Linked DNA regions of Mus musculus: regions 1 and 2 are each linked to region 3. Evidence: chromatin contacts called from public HiChIP or PLAC-seq data. All regions are on one chromosome and are shown on one strand. Each heading gives the region's core, a stretch centred on a gene start, on an enhancer-like site or on the middle of the called end of the contact. The rest is flanking DNA. Distances are from core to core; before and after follow the strand shown.

Region 1 (3,707 bases), core at 1,078-3,577, 460 kb before region 3:
CCTTCCTCCCCATAAACAGTCTTCTTGTCTGGTTCATATCTCATGTAGTCCATTAATGTTTCCCCTCCCCTTCTTAAAATCTCTTCTTCTCTTCTCGTCTTACCCTTTCTGTTTCCATGTCCTACATAGCTACCTACAAGTCCTATCCTCTCTGTGTCTCTCTGTCTCTATCTCTGTCTCTCTCTGTCTGTGTCTGTGTCTGTCTGTCTCTCTCTCTCTGCTACTGCTCCAGAGCATTGCTCTCTGCCATGAAGATAGACTAAGCCTCTGAAACTGTAAGCAAGTCCCCAGTTAAATGCTTTCTATTTATTTGGTTTTTTGTTTGTTTGTTTTTTACTAGAAATATACAATTATTTAAGTATATCAAATATTTAACATTTTATTTTTATTTTTATTAGGTATTTTCTTTATTTACATTTCAAATGTTATCCCCTTCCCTAGTTTCCCCTCCAAAAATCCCCTATCCTCTCCCTCCTACCCTTTTTCCCCAACCCACCCACTCCTGCTTCCTGGCCCTGGCATTCCCCTATACTGGGGCATAGAACCTTCACAGGGCTAAGGGCCTCTGCTCCCATTGATGACCAACTAGGCCATCCTCAGCTACATATGCAGCTAGAGCCACGAGTCCCATCATGTGTTTTCTTTGATTGGTGGTTTAGTCCAAGGGAGCTCTGGGAGTGCTTGTTAGTTCATATTGTTGTTCCTCCTAGGGGGCTGCAAACCCCTTCAGCTTTCTCTTTTTTGAGTAACATTGGTCTTGGTGTCTTTTCACAGCAATGGAAAAATGATAAAGACATGCAGCAATAAACATGGATATGCAAGTATTCAAGGATGGCCTTGAACGTCTGATCTTTCTGCCACCACCTCCTGGGTGCTGGGATTCCAGCCAGGTTTCTGTGATGCTGGGGATTGAACCTGGGGCCCCATGCATGCTAAGCAATCACTCTTCCAACTGAGCTACTACTGTCTCACCTTCATCCTTAAAGAATATTCTTTCTGGGTAGACAATTCTAAGTTGGCAGGTTTTCCTGTTAGCCCTTTAAAGATGTTTAAAAAACAAACAAAGAAAACAAAGACTTGTTCTATGGTCCCTCTTATCTTTGTCCCCTGTACATAATGTATCTTTTGTTTGGCTGAGTTTCAATTTTTTTTCCTGTATCTTTGAGTTCTAGTAGTTTAGTTGTGCTGTTCCTTGGAACGGTTTACTTTATGTCCTTTTTTTATCTTACTTGGGGGTTGTTGAACTCTCTGAGTCTGTGGAATTGTATTTTAATCAGATGTAGAAAATTCTCTACAATGATTTCTTCTGTACCCTCCTTTGGGATTCCAATTATACATACTTTATGCCCTTGTTAATGCCCTATATGTGACAGAGGTGGTGGACAATCTTTCCTGTTTTTTTGTTTTTTGTTTTTGTTTTTGTTTTTTCCTCTGTAGTTCAATTTGAATGGCTTCTACTGCTTTATTTTCAAGTTCTACAGTGTCTGGTCTGTTAGTGATGCCCATCCAGAGAATTTGCTCTCTTCCATATTCTTCATGACCTGTTATCTTGGTATTTCCATGGCTCTATTTCTATGTTTCTCAGCCCCTTCCTTGTTAAGTTCATTATCATTTAAATCCTCAGGTATTCCTTCCTGATAGTCACATTGTATTTTTAATATCTATGTCTGTTTCTATTAGTAGGTTTTTTTTTCTCTGATTATGAATTACACTCTTACTTCTTCTTGTGAGTAGTAATTTTTTCCTTTTATTGAAACTGCTTTTTTGTCTCACATACTATATCCTGATTGTGGTTTTCCCTTCCTCTACTCCTCTCAGTTCTTCCCTGCCTCCCCTCCTGTTCAGATCCACTTTCTTTCTGCCTCTCCTTAGCAAACAAACAGGCTTCTATAGGATAACCATAAAATAGAATAATAAGATAAAACAAAAACTAGCACTTGAAAATTGAACAGGACAAACAAGCAAAATGAAAAGAGCCCAAGAGAAGACACAAAAAGCAGAGACCCACTTGTTCATACACTCTGGAATCCCATAAAGGCACAAAAACTGGAAGCCAGAATGCTGTAGACCTGTACAGGCCCTTGTGCATGCTGCTTCAGTCTCTGTGAGTTCATATGAGTTTTGATCCTATTGATTTAGAGGACCTTGTTTCCTTGATCTCCTCCATGCCCCAGAATCTTATACTCTTTCTGCCTCCACTTCTCAAGGGTTCCCTGAGCCCTCAGGAGAGGGATTTGATGGAAACATCCCATTTATGGATGAGCATTTAAGATCTCTCACTCTCTGCACACTGTCTGTCTGGGTCTCTGCGTTTGTTCCCATCTGCTGCAAGAGGAAGCTTCTGCATGCTTTGCATGACTAAGCAAGCTGTGAGTGTAACAGAATGTCATAAGGAGGTTTTTTTTTGTTTGTTTGTTTGTTTTTTTTTTTTTTTGTTTTTTTTTTTTTTTTGTTTTTTTGTAAAGCAGTACTATTTGGTTTTACCTTCCATCCCTGGGCTATCTCAGGTTCTTGGTTACCCAAGCAGTGTTGGGTATGGGTTGCATCTCCTAGAGTGGACCTTAATTAAGCCAAATCAGTTATTGGTTGGTTGTTCCCACAAGCTTTGTGCCACTGTTGCCCTAGCATATCTTGAAGGCAGAACACCATTATAGAGCAAAGGGTTTGTGGTTGGGTTGAGGGTCATGTTTCTCTTTCAGTAGCGTGCAAAGTGCCTTTCTATACCAAGGATGTTTTTTGAGTGTAGGGATGAAGACTCTATGTAGACACCAACTGAACCTCTCCATGTTCAGTGAGTTGTGTACCTGTTGTCTTTAGCTGTCAGTTTGTGGAGAGCAACCTATAGTCTTGGCAATAGCCTGGGTTCTAAGATCTGGGAGATTCCCACTGAACCTCATATACTAAGAACTCGATTATATGTAACCCAGTCCTGGTACAGGAAGCTTCATTTGGTGATGAGAAATGTCCCGATGGAGCTCTGTCTCTCCCATTATTTGGTAATTTCATTCAGATCCCCTACATATATGCATATATTTTAGAAAGCTTTGAACAGTAATTCTTTTAGTGCTGGGCCTTGTGAAGATTATGTTGTCACATAGTTCTGTTGCTTTCCAATGTCAACAGCTTCAGATCTACAACAGAAAAGGGACATTGGCAAGGGAACTAGTGAAATTAAATAGATTCTGTAGTTTAATGATAGCATTGCAATGTTGATTTCTTTTTTTTTTTTTTTTGGAGATTTGGATTTGTGCATTTTGTTATGCAATATGCCTCCAAATAGCTTTAAAAATATTGTCTTGAATTGTAAATGTTTTTTCGAGTGTTTTAAAATCTTTATATTAACCACAAGATTCTCATAAATACAATTTCACAAAATATTTTTTAAAAGCTCTACGAATGTACTTGGTGAGTGGCTGCAGGAGCCAAGACACAGGCAGGACTGTGGCAGGAGAGCCCAGGCTGGTGCTGGGCTGGGGTGCAGGCCTTCAGTGTCTGGACAGCAGCATCCTCTCCGAGCACTTCTGCCCTACGAGGTTTGCTGTACACACTGTGCCATATACCCCGGCACAGTGGCCTCCTCACTTGGGTCTTCTTGGTGGTTCTTATGAACATCATAAGGCATGGTGAATGGTCTGTGAAGCAGTGTTGGCTTCTTAATCTGGAGAGGTGCATCATGGTTATGTTTACCATGGATACGCCAGGTAAAG
Region 2 (3,686 bases), core at 1,071-3,570, 490 kb before region 3:
AGAGACTAAGCTTTTTAGAGCAGGAGTTTGGCCTTGAAACTACAACACAGAGACTCCATCTCTGCCCTACTAGCTTGCCCTGAAAACAAGAACTACAGACTTGTCAACTTCCACAATAACATATGTCAACTCCCTGGAACACATCTCTCCTTGTGAAAATCCCTAGGAGATGTATATAGAAGCATTCTACCTCACCCAGAGATCTATCTGTGTGTGTGTGTGTGTGCATGTGTGTCTGTCTGTCTGTCTGTGTCTGTGTCTGTGTCTTTGTCTGTGTCTGTGTCTGTGTCTCTGTGTGTGTCTGTTTCTGTCTCTGACTCTCTTTTCCTCTCTTTCTCTCTCTGGGTGTCTGTCTGTCTGTCTGTCTCTCTCTCTCTCTCTCTCACTCTCTCACACACCACACACACACACACACACACACACACACACACACACACAGGTTCTACCCCTCTGGATAACCTGAGTAATAATAATACACTCTTTTCTTCTACTTCATCCATAAACAAGGGTGCAACCTTAGCGTCCCTCAGTGGCATGGAGGACTTCGAGGACATCAAGGGCCCTGGGTACCAGGCTGAGCATCTGCTCCTTGCAACCCTTCCAGGAAGAGCCTGACTCATATCCAGTGCTGAGTCTCTTGCAGCCATCGGAGAATGCTACTAGAAAATGGATTTAATTAAAAAAAAAAAACAAAGTTGACACTAAGGTCAAGCATCCACATCAAAGATTACATATCAGAACGAGACAGTCACCAAGACCTCGATTTCCATTGCACAGTGACTCACTTGCTTATTCAACAAATCTTTACCGAATGTGTGTATAGGCCAAGTTTTCTTCTAGGTGCTGAGAATGCAGCAACAAAGGAGACAACCACACTCAAGCAGGAGAGACAGGGAACGTGCAGACTGAGATCTAATACCTTCTGTGTTGAGAAAAGGCTCTGGAAAGAAACTGAGCCCAGGAGGAGAGTGGACCAAGAGAGGCAGGTGAAGAAGGTCTAGCTGCTGTAAGATGTACAGAGGCTACAGTTCAAGTGACATTTGAAAGGAGGTCAGAGGTAGGCCAGGAAGCTCTAAGAGGAAAGCAGCTTCAGAGAGCAGCCAGCGACGGTAGAGCTCCCAAGGAGGCAACGGGGTGAGCGGCTTGAGCCAGCAGAGCCAGGACGGATCTAGGAGGGAGAGCAGAGAAGCAGCAGAGGCAGGCCAAGCATGGACTGAAGAACAGACAGTCACTAAATGTAGGTCCAAGAGAGGTGTCCTAACTGTAAAACTCCCAAGAGGAGGCAGTTCAGAGTGTGAGGACCTGGGTTTGAGATCCATCAACAAGAGACAGCTCACAAGAAAGAGAAGAAAGGGAAGGGGTAGGGTTCCCTAGATAGTGATTCAGGGCCCACCATTCCTGAGCTGCAATATACCCAGAGAAACCCATGGATAAACTTCCTGCCTCTTTTGTTTTGTCTCATCCCTAGAGGTAGGACTGGCTTTAACCCCAAGGTGAAGTAGTTGAGGATGGGAGGAAGGCCAATGAGGGAGAAGGCCACCAAGATCCATCTCTGCAAGTTGATGCTGGTATTACTTTTGGCTTTATTTGTTTGTTTGATTGATTGGTTGATTGGTTGGTACTTTTTTGGTTTTTAAGACAGTTTCACTTTGTAGCCCAGGCTACCCTTGAACTTATTATATAGCCCAGGCTTGCACCCAAACTCTTAGTGACCCTCCTGTCTCCACATCTTACCATCTTTCTATCCCTCCAACAACATTCTATAGTTATTGCCAACACTTGTCCCTTATCCACCACTGATTCCATATGGTGGGGAGAAGAGAGAGAGAGACCCTGTTCAAGTGTCAGGATCACCCACAATCGGAAGGTGGAGCCTTCCTCCCTGAAAAAGTTGCTTGGCGATCCCTGTTTAGTAAACAAAGACAAGTAACTAGTCATAAAGGGCTCTGCCCCATCCCAGTGTGTCCTCTAAAGCCCAGGATAGGGGCAGCAAGAACCCAGGTCCCTTGTGCTAAGCCCCGAAGCAAATTCAAAGCCCTCAGCAAGAAATTGTTCCTGAGCTGGAAGCCAGAGCGGCACGCTGTGTTCTCCTACCCCTCAAAGAGACGTGCCGCTTCCTTTTCCAATGTCCCCTTTCTGTCTGGAACATGGGGAGGACTATGAGTGCCACACACACACACACACACACACAACTAGAGCTGGTGACTCAGAGGCCACCTGCATCTATTTTCTAGCTCTGCCTGTGGCACATCCTCTGTTCCTGCTTCCAAGCCGCCAGTGAGCAGTGCCCTCTGCCTGGGCTACATCTGAACACTGAAGCATTCTTTCAGGATTTGTCACTTTCTGAGAGGGCTTACATAAAGAGGAACTGTTTCCAGGACTGAGCAAGGACTCACCAATGGAATTTAGAACAATCCTCGGAAAAGCTAGTCCCCTAGAGAAGGGAAAATTCCCTGCCCTAGCAGACTCATCACTTGCGAGCAGCCCTGAGCCTGCAGGGACCCTCCAAGGAGAAGAACAGTAGAGAACCCAACCCCTGAGCCCTGTGCTCTGGAAGTTTTACAGAGCCTGGATGCTAGGGCTGTTTATGGGGATGGAATGAGAAAGCTCTCACTACCCTGCCTCTTCTCGATAAGCACACATCCCAGCCTGCAGCTCTTTGATACCAACTTCATGTTCCCCCACACTGCTCCCATCTGCTGGAGATGCTCAGATGCTTCTCAAATCTCTCAAAGACAGCAGCCAAAGCTGATCTCTGAACACTTGGCTCCACTCTGCAAAGATACCCTGTTTGCTATCTCTATCTAATGACCTCAGGTTTGGGCAACCTGGGAGTCGGGCATGAAGGCCCCTTGCCCTGGACTGCCAGCTCTACGCTCAGAAGTGTCTCCCGTGAGATGAGATCAAGCCACCATCACTTCCCCATAGACTTTGGAGTAAGGACCTTTAGTGGAAGCTTCCTGACCGGTACTCACCTTCCCTTAGATTTTGCCTCAGCTGTGTCTCCTGCATTCAACCTTCACCACACTTCATTCGACTCTCTGCCGTGCTATTCTTCAACCGGTCTTTCTATAACATATTTTCTTTACTCCCTCGGAGCCTTAGATTCTTTAAAGAGAGAGTTTCACTATGTAGCTCAGGTTGGTCACAAATACAATGCAGGCAAGGATGACTTTGAACTCCTGAGCCCCTAGCTTCAACCATCTAAGCACTGGGATTTTAGGTGTGGCCTTAACATTTTTTTCCCTTCTTTGTGATTGTGTGTATGTTGTTGATTCTCTAGTACAGTTTTCAGATCTCAGGGTCTCCTCCCAGAGAGCTTATGCTGACACCCTCTTGCTCCCTTTTGGTCTTCCCTTTATTTCCTACATAGCATTTAGCCAACACAAGGCATATTTTAACAATAATTATATGCTTGCCTGTTTCTTGTCAGTCTTCCCTGCTATTGCTTCTCATGAGCATAGATTGGAAATAGGCACTTCAGAGAGCCCTGGGAATCAGAACCCTGGAGTTCAGGGGAGAGAACAATATTCCTTGAGGGAAGAGAGCATTTCTCACACCATGTTCCTACTGTCTATCTCAGATCCTGGCAGAGAATTTTCCTGGATGGATGGATGGATAGATGGATGGATGGATGGATGGATGGATGGATGGACAGAGGGTATATGGATGGACAAATGGATGGA
Region 3 (3,766 bases), core at 1,134-3,633:
AATGAAAGAAACAAAGAAGGAAAGAAAGAAAGAAAGTCAGTCAGTCCCCTAGGTTCTTTTCCTCAAATTTTTATTGGAGTGCAATGAAAGTAATAAAATGTTATGTCATCAACTGGAAAGGGGAGGGCAGATTAAGCAACACTGGCTTTAAAATGTGAAAATCTTGCCAGGCATGGTGTCACACCCTTTAATCCCAGATCTAGGGAGGCAAAAGCAAGTGTATCTCTGTGAGTTCCAGGCCAGCCTGGTCTACACAGTGAGTTCCAAGACAGCCAGGGCTATGTAGAGAGATCCTGTCTCAAAACAGATAGATACAGACAGACAGACAGGCAGAGATAATCTTGGTTCTAAACTAGCTACTGTAACTTGGGACAAATCACATCTCTGAAGCTTCACTTTCCATATCAACAAAATTGAGGGATACCCTGGAACTATCTGGAGGAAAGAGGAGCTATTTTCTAAAGTTCTTTAAAAGTTAGGGTTGGAGGAATGAGGAGGAAGATATTTTCAATGTATGTAGAGTAATAAGCACAATAATTACAACATAAAGCAGGAAGAGTAATGGATCTTACATGGCATAAGATTTCTACATTCCCCTTAAAGTGGCAAAATGGTCATTCTAAGTATACAGAGAGAGAGAAAGAAAGAAAGAAAGAAAGAAAACAGAAGCCAATCATAATAAAATGGCAACCCTAAATCTATCAATATCAATCATTACATTATACATACATGGCCTAAATAAATACTCTGATACCTCAGAATGGTTAAAAGAAAACCTGGCTACACACTATCTAAAAATTATAATAGGTAAAAGTAAAAACAAAGTCCTACAGCTCTATTCAGAATCACGAATAAACTAGAAATAACAAATCTTCAAGAGTGAATGGATAACTATGGCACACCTATAAGATGTACTAGCCTAGCAATAACAATACACATACTATAGGTTAACTTCTAAGGCATTCATCTGAGTAAAGGAAGCTGGTTTCAGAAGATCCAATTCATATCACACTTGAAAAAGGAAGACTAGAACAGATCCGTGGTTACCACCTGTTGGAGATGGGGCAGTATGACAAAGCTTTGTGGGACAGAACTGATGAAATCCTAGTTAGTTAGTGATAGTTACTTCCTACGTGTGCTAAAACTCGTTGAACTGTACACCAGAAAAACCTATTATTAACTTTTTTAAATATTATTTTTAAATTATGAGCGTGCATGTGAAAATGTGTGTGCTGCTGCCCACAGACGCGAGAGGCAGCCCCTGGAGCTGGAATTATAGGCTACCCCTATAGCTATGTGAGTTATCCCACGTGGGTGCTGGGAACAGAATTCTGGACCTCTGGAAGAGCAGTCGCCCCTAACCACGGAGCATCCATCTCTCCAAGACCCCGTATATTACTTTTTTTAAAGTAAAAGTATGTGACTAATTTCCATCGGTCCTTCCAGACTATGATTTAATGAATAAGATCAAAAGGAAAACAAGTGAGCCCGCCAGATCCTGCTGGCAATAAAAGTCACTACTGAAAAGAACTTCCTCATTTACTACACAAAATATACAAAGCAAACCCAAACTTCGGAAATTTTTTTTCTTAGAAGAGGCTAAGAAAACCCAGTCATTCAGATCCAAAATGTGTATATTTTAAAAATGCCTGTTGAATGGCTCCTCTTGTCTGTTTCTATATTTCAGGCTTTTCAAGACGCTGCCAATTTCTCCTGGCTGGGTGCCACTTTGGGGTTTACTCGACTTACAAGTATCCCTTTATGCGTACCTCATACTCTGGAGTCTTTAGGCAGCCCTGAGGAGGACTCTGCAAAAGCAATGGCCTTTGCAGGGAGCCCGTAAGACCCGGGGCCGCTCCGCACGCGCTCTCACTGGCCCCAAGGTCTGCGGACGCCGGGGCGGGGAGGCTCTGCTCAGCGTCCCGGAGGCGAGCCTGAGGCTCCCGGGCCCCCATACAGCCCGTGGCGGGGGGAGACGCTCTGCGGGTCCCGCGGCGCCTCTCGGAGCGCACCTCGGCCGTCGCGGGAGCCGCAGGAGCGCGTCCACCCCCGCGCACCGCCCGGAGGCCTGAGGAAGAGTGAGGACCGCCGCCCCGCCACATTCCCAAGCAGCCCTCCCTGCGGACACCGCCGCGGGTCCCGTGCCCTACAGGAAGAGCGCCGGCAGGGGGCTCACCTTGAGTTGCGACTTGGAGACCTTGCCGCTGCGGTCCAGGTCGAGCGCGGTGAAGGCGTGCCAAATGGCTTTGAGCAGTTCGTCTTTCAAGCCCCTCATGGCCGCGGCCGCGCTGCCCTAACAGACCTGGTCAGCCCAGTCGGCAACTCAGCGCCTCTGCCTCCTGCAGGATCCCCACAGAAGACTCGGCCCGCCGCGCGGTCACCTGACCGCTGCAGGCCCCGCCCTCCCAAAGGGCACACCCCTCTGGTCCCGCCCCTCCGTCTTACCAACCAGCCCTGGGATACCCTCTGCCCACTACGGGGACGTAAACAACACGCAAAGTCCTTGTGGTGGGTTTCCACACCAACTCAGGCCATTTTCAAAGCTCGCATGTGCTCCCAAAGGAATGCCCACCAGCCCGAGGAACACTCAAGACTGGAGTGATCAGCCACTGAGGCTTTTGCAGGAGTCTCACAGTTATTAAAGGAGTCTTGGTTCAGTCCTGGGATGGAGTCACGGTCTTAAGAGGCCAGACAAGACCCCGAAAAATGTCCAGGCAGAGCCTGGAATGCTCAGTCCCAAATCAGGAAGGATAAAGAAGGAGACAGAAACAAAAATAGAAATCTAAGAAAGTTGCTTCATGCACTTTGCAAATATGCATTGATGGCCCTCTGTAGTGGCCTCTAGGGGCAGAGCAACAAGTTTTAAGAAGAGTTAAGAAGTCAATGATAGGCTTATAAAGGCTCATAGATAAAGGCTCTTGATGCCAAACCTAACGATTTTGAGTTCTCTCTCCTAAACCCACATAGGGGAATGAGAATCGCAAGTCGTCTCCTGACTTCCACCGCATGCCCACACACCTACAATAAATAAATAAATAAATAAATAAATGAGTAAAATAGAAGTTAATAAGCCCAGCAACATTTTCTTTCTAACCTCTGCCGCTTAGGATCAGTTCACATCCTAGGAAGAGCTTCACGGAGGTAAAGTTGCTGTCGCTGGTGGATTGTGCTCCCATTATTGGAAATCATGCAAATCACTCCATCTATTTTAATAATGAGAATGGTTGACCACTTAAAAGAATCCATCCAGACCTAGAGAAGTGCCCAGATGGCATCTCTTACACTTGAACTCTTCTGACTTCAAATTCTCCACAAATAGAAAGAGCATAGATACCAGATGGTCCAGAAGGCTCTTTCCCACTGCCTGGGGTAGTGACTGTGACTGGGTAACTTGAATCTCATCACAATAGCACAATCCTTAGACACTATGGAAAGGATAACTATCAAAAGTCAAAAGCAGGGGATTCCCAGATCAAAGTGTAGTTTATTTTTCCTCTTTAAAGTTCCTTTGGGCCTATGGTGTAGCTCAGTTGGTAGAGCTCTTATCTAACATGTACAAAGCCCTGAATTTATCCTTAGCACTACACGGTGCTAGACCAGGCATGGTGGTGCATGTCTGTAATCCCAGCGCTTGGAATTCAGAAGTCCAATGACATCCTTAGCTACATATGGAGGTTGAAGCTAGCCAGGACTAAATGAAACCCTGCCTGTAAATTAATAAACTTCTTGATGTCCACATATGTCTTATTTTAAAGGGGACAGGAGA

The links. HiChIP or PLAC-seq counts read pairs in DNA pulled down with a chosen protein or histone mark.
Region 1: a contact with region 3 is called in an H3K4me3 HiChIP or PLAC-seq map of bone marrow-derived macrophages, with 2.8 times the contacts expected there. The contact joins the enhancer-like site here to the promoter of Swap70 in region 3. A contact is called at or near these places in 1 of 15 datasets of contacts at CTCF or cohesin (the NIH/3T3 cell line), 7 of 115 datasets of contacts at active chromatin or transcription factors (the SCID.adh cell line, bone marrow-derived macrophages, embryonic hindbrain and 4 more) and 3 of 9 other capture datasets (adipose tissue, embryonic stem cells and liver).
Region 2: a FOXA1 HiChIP or PLAC-seq map of pancreatic cancer cells shows a contact between it and region 3. The contact joins the enhancer-like site here to the promoter of Swap70 in region 3. A contact is called at or near these places in 1 of 484 Hi-C or Micro-C datasets (uterus), 4 of 115 datasets of contacts at active chromatin or transcription factors (embryonic forebrain, large pre-B cells, neural tube and 1 more) and 1 of 9 other capture datasets (adipose tissue).

The regions. Positions count from the first base shown.
Region 1 is chr7:110,678,646-110,682,352 of GRCm38.p6, reverse strand. No RefSeq gene overlaps it. Among named protein-coding and RNA genes, the nearest start is that of Gm21123, 19 kb to the left of the region's middle. Within about 2 kb of position 2,327, at least 5 of the 459 cell types and tissues checked have an H3K27ac peak or open chromatin away from gene starts, as enhancers often do. A contact at or near this core is called in bone marrow-derived macrophages, where this site is marked.
Region 2 is chr7:110,714,310-110,717,995 of GRCm38.p6, reverse strand. No RefSeq gene overlaps it. Among named protein-coding and RNA genes, the nearest start is that of Gm21123, 16 kb to the right of the region's middle. Within about 2 kb of position 2,320, at least 108 of the 459 cell types and tissues checked have an H3K27ac peak or open chromatin away from gene starts, as enhancers often do. A contact at or near this core is called in adipose tissue, pancreatic cancer cells and uterus, where this site is marked.
Region 3 is chr7:110,220,320-110,224,085 of GRCm38.p6, reverse strand. Swap70 (SWA-70 protein) reads right to left here and starts at 2,383. Exons shown (of 12, transcript NM_009302.3): 1 at 2,177-2,383. The coding sequence starts at 2,275.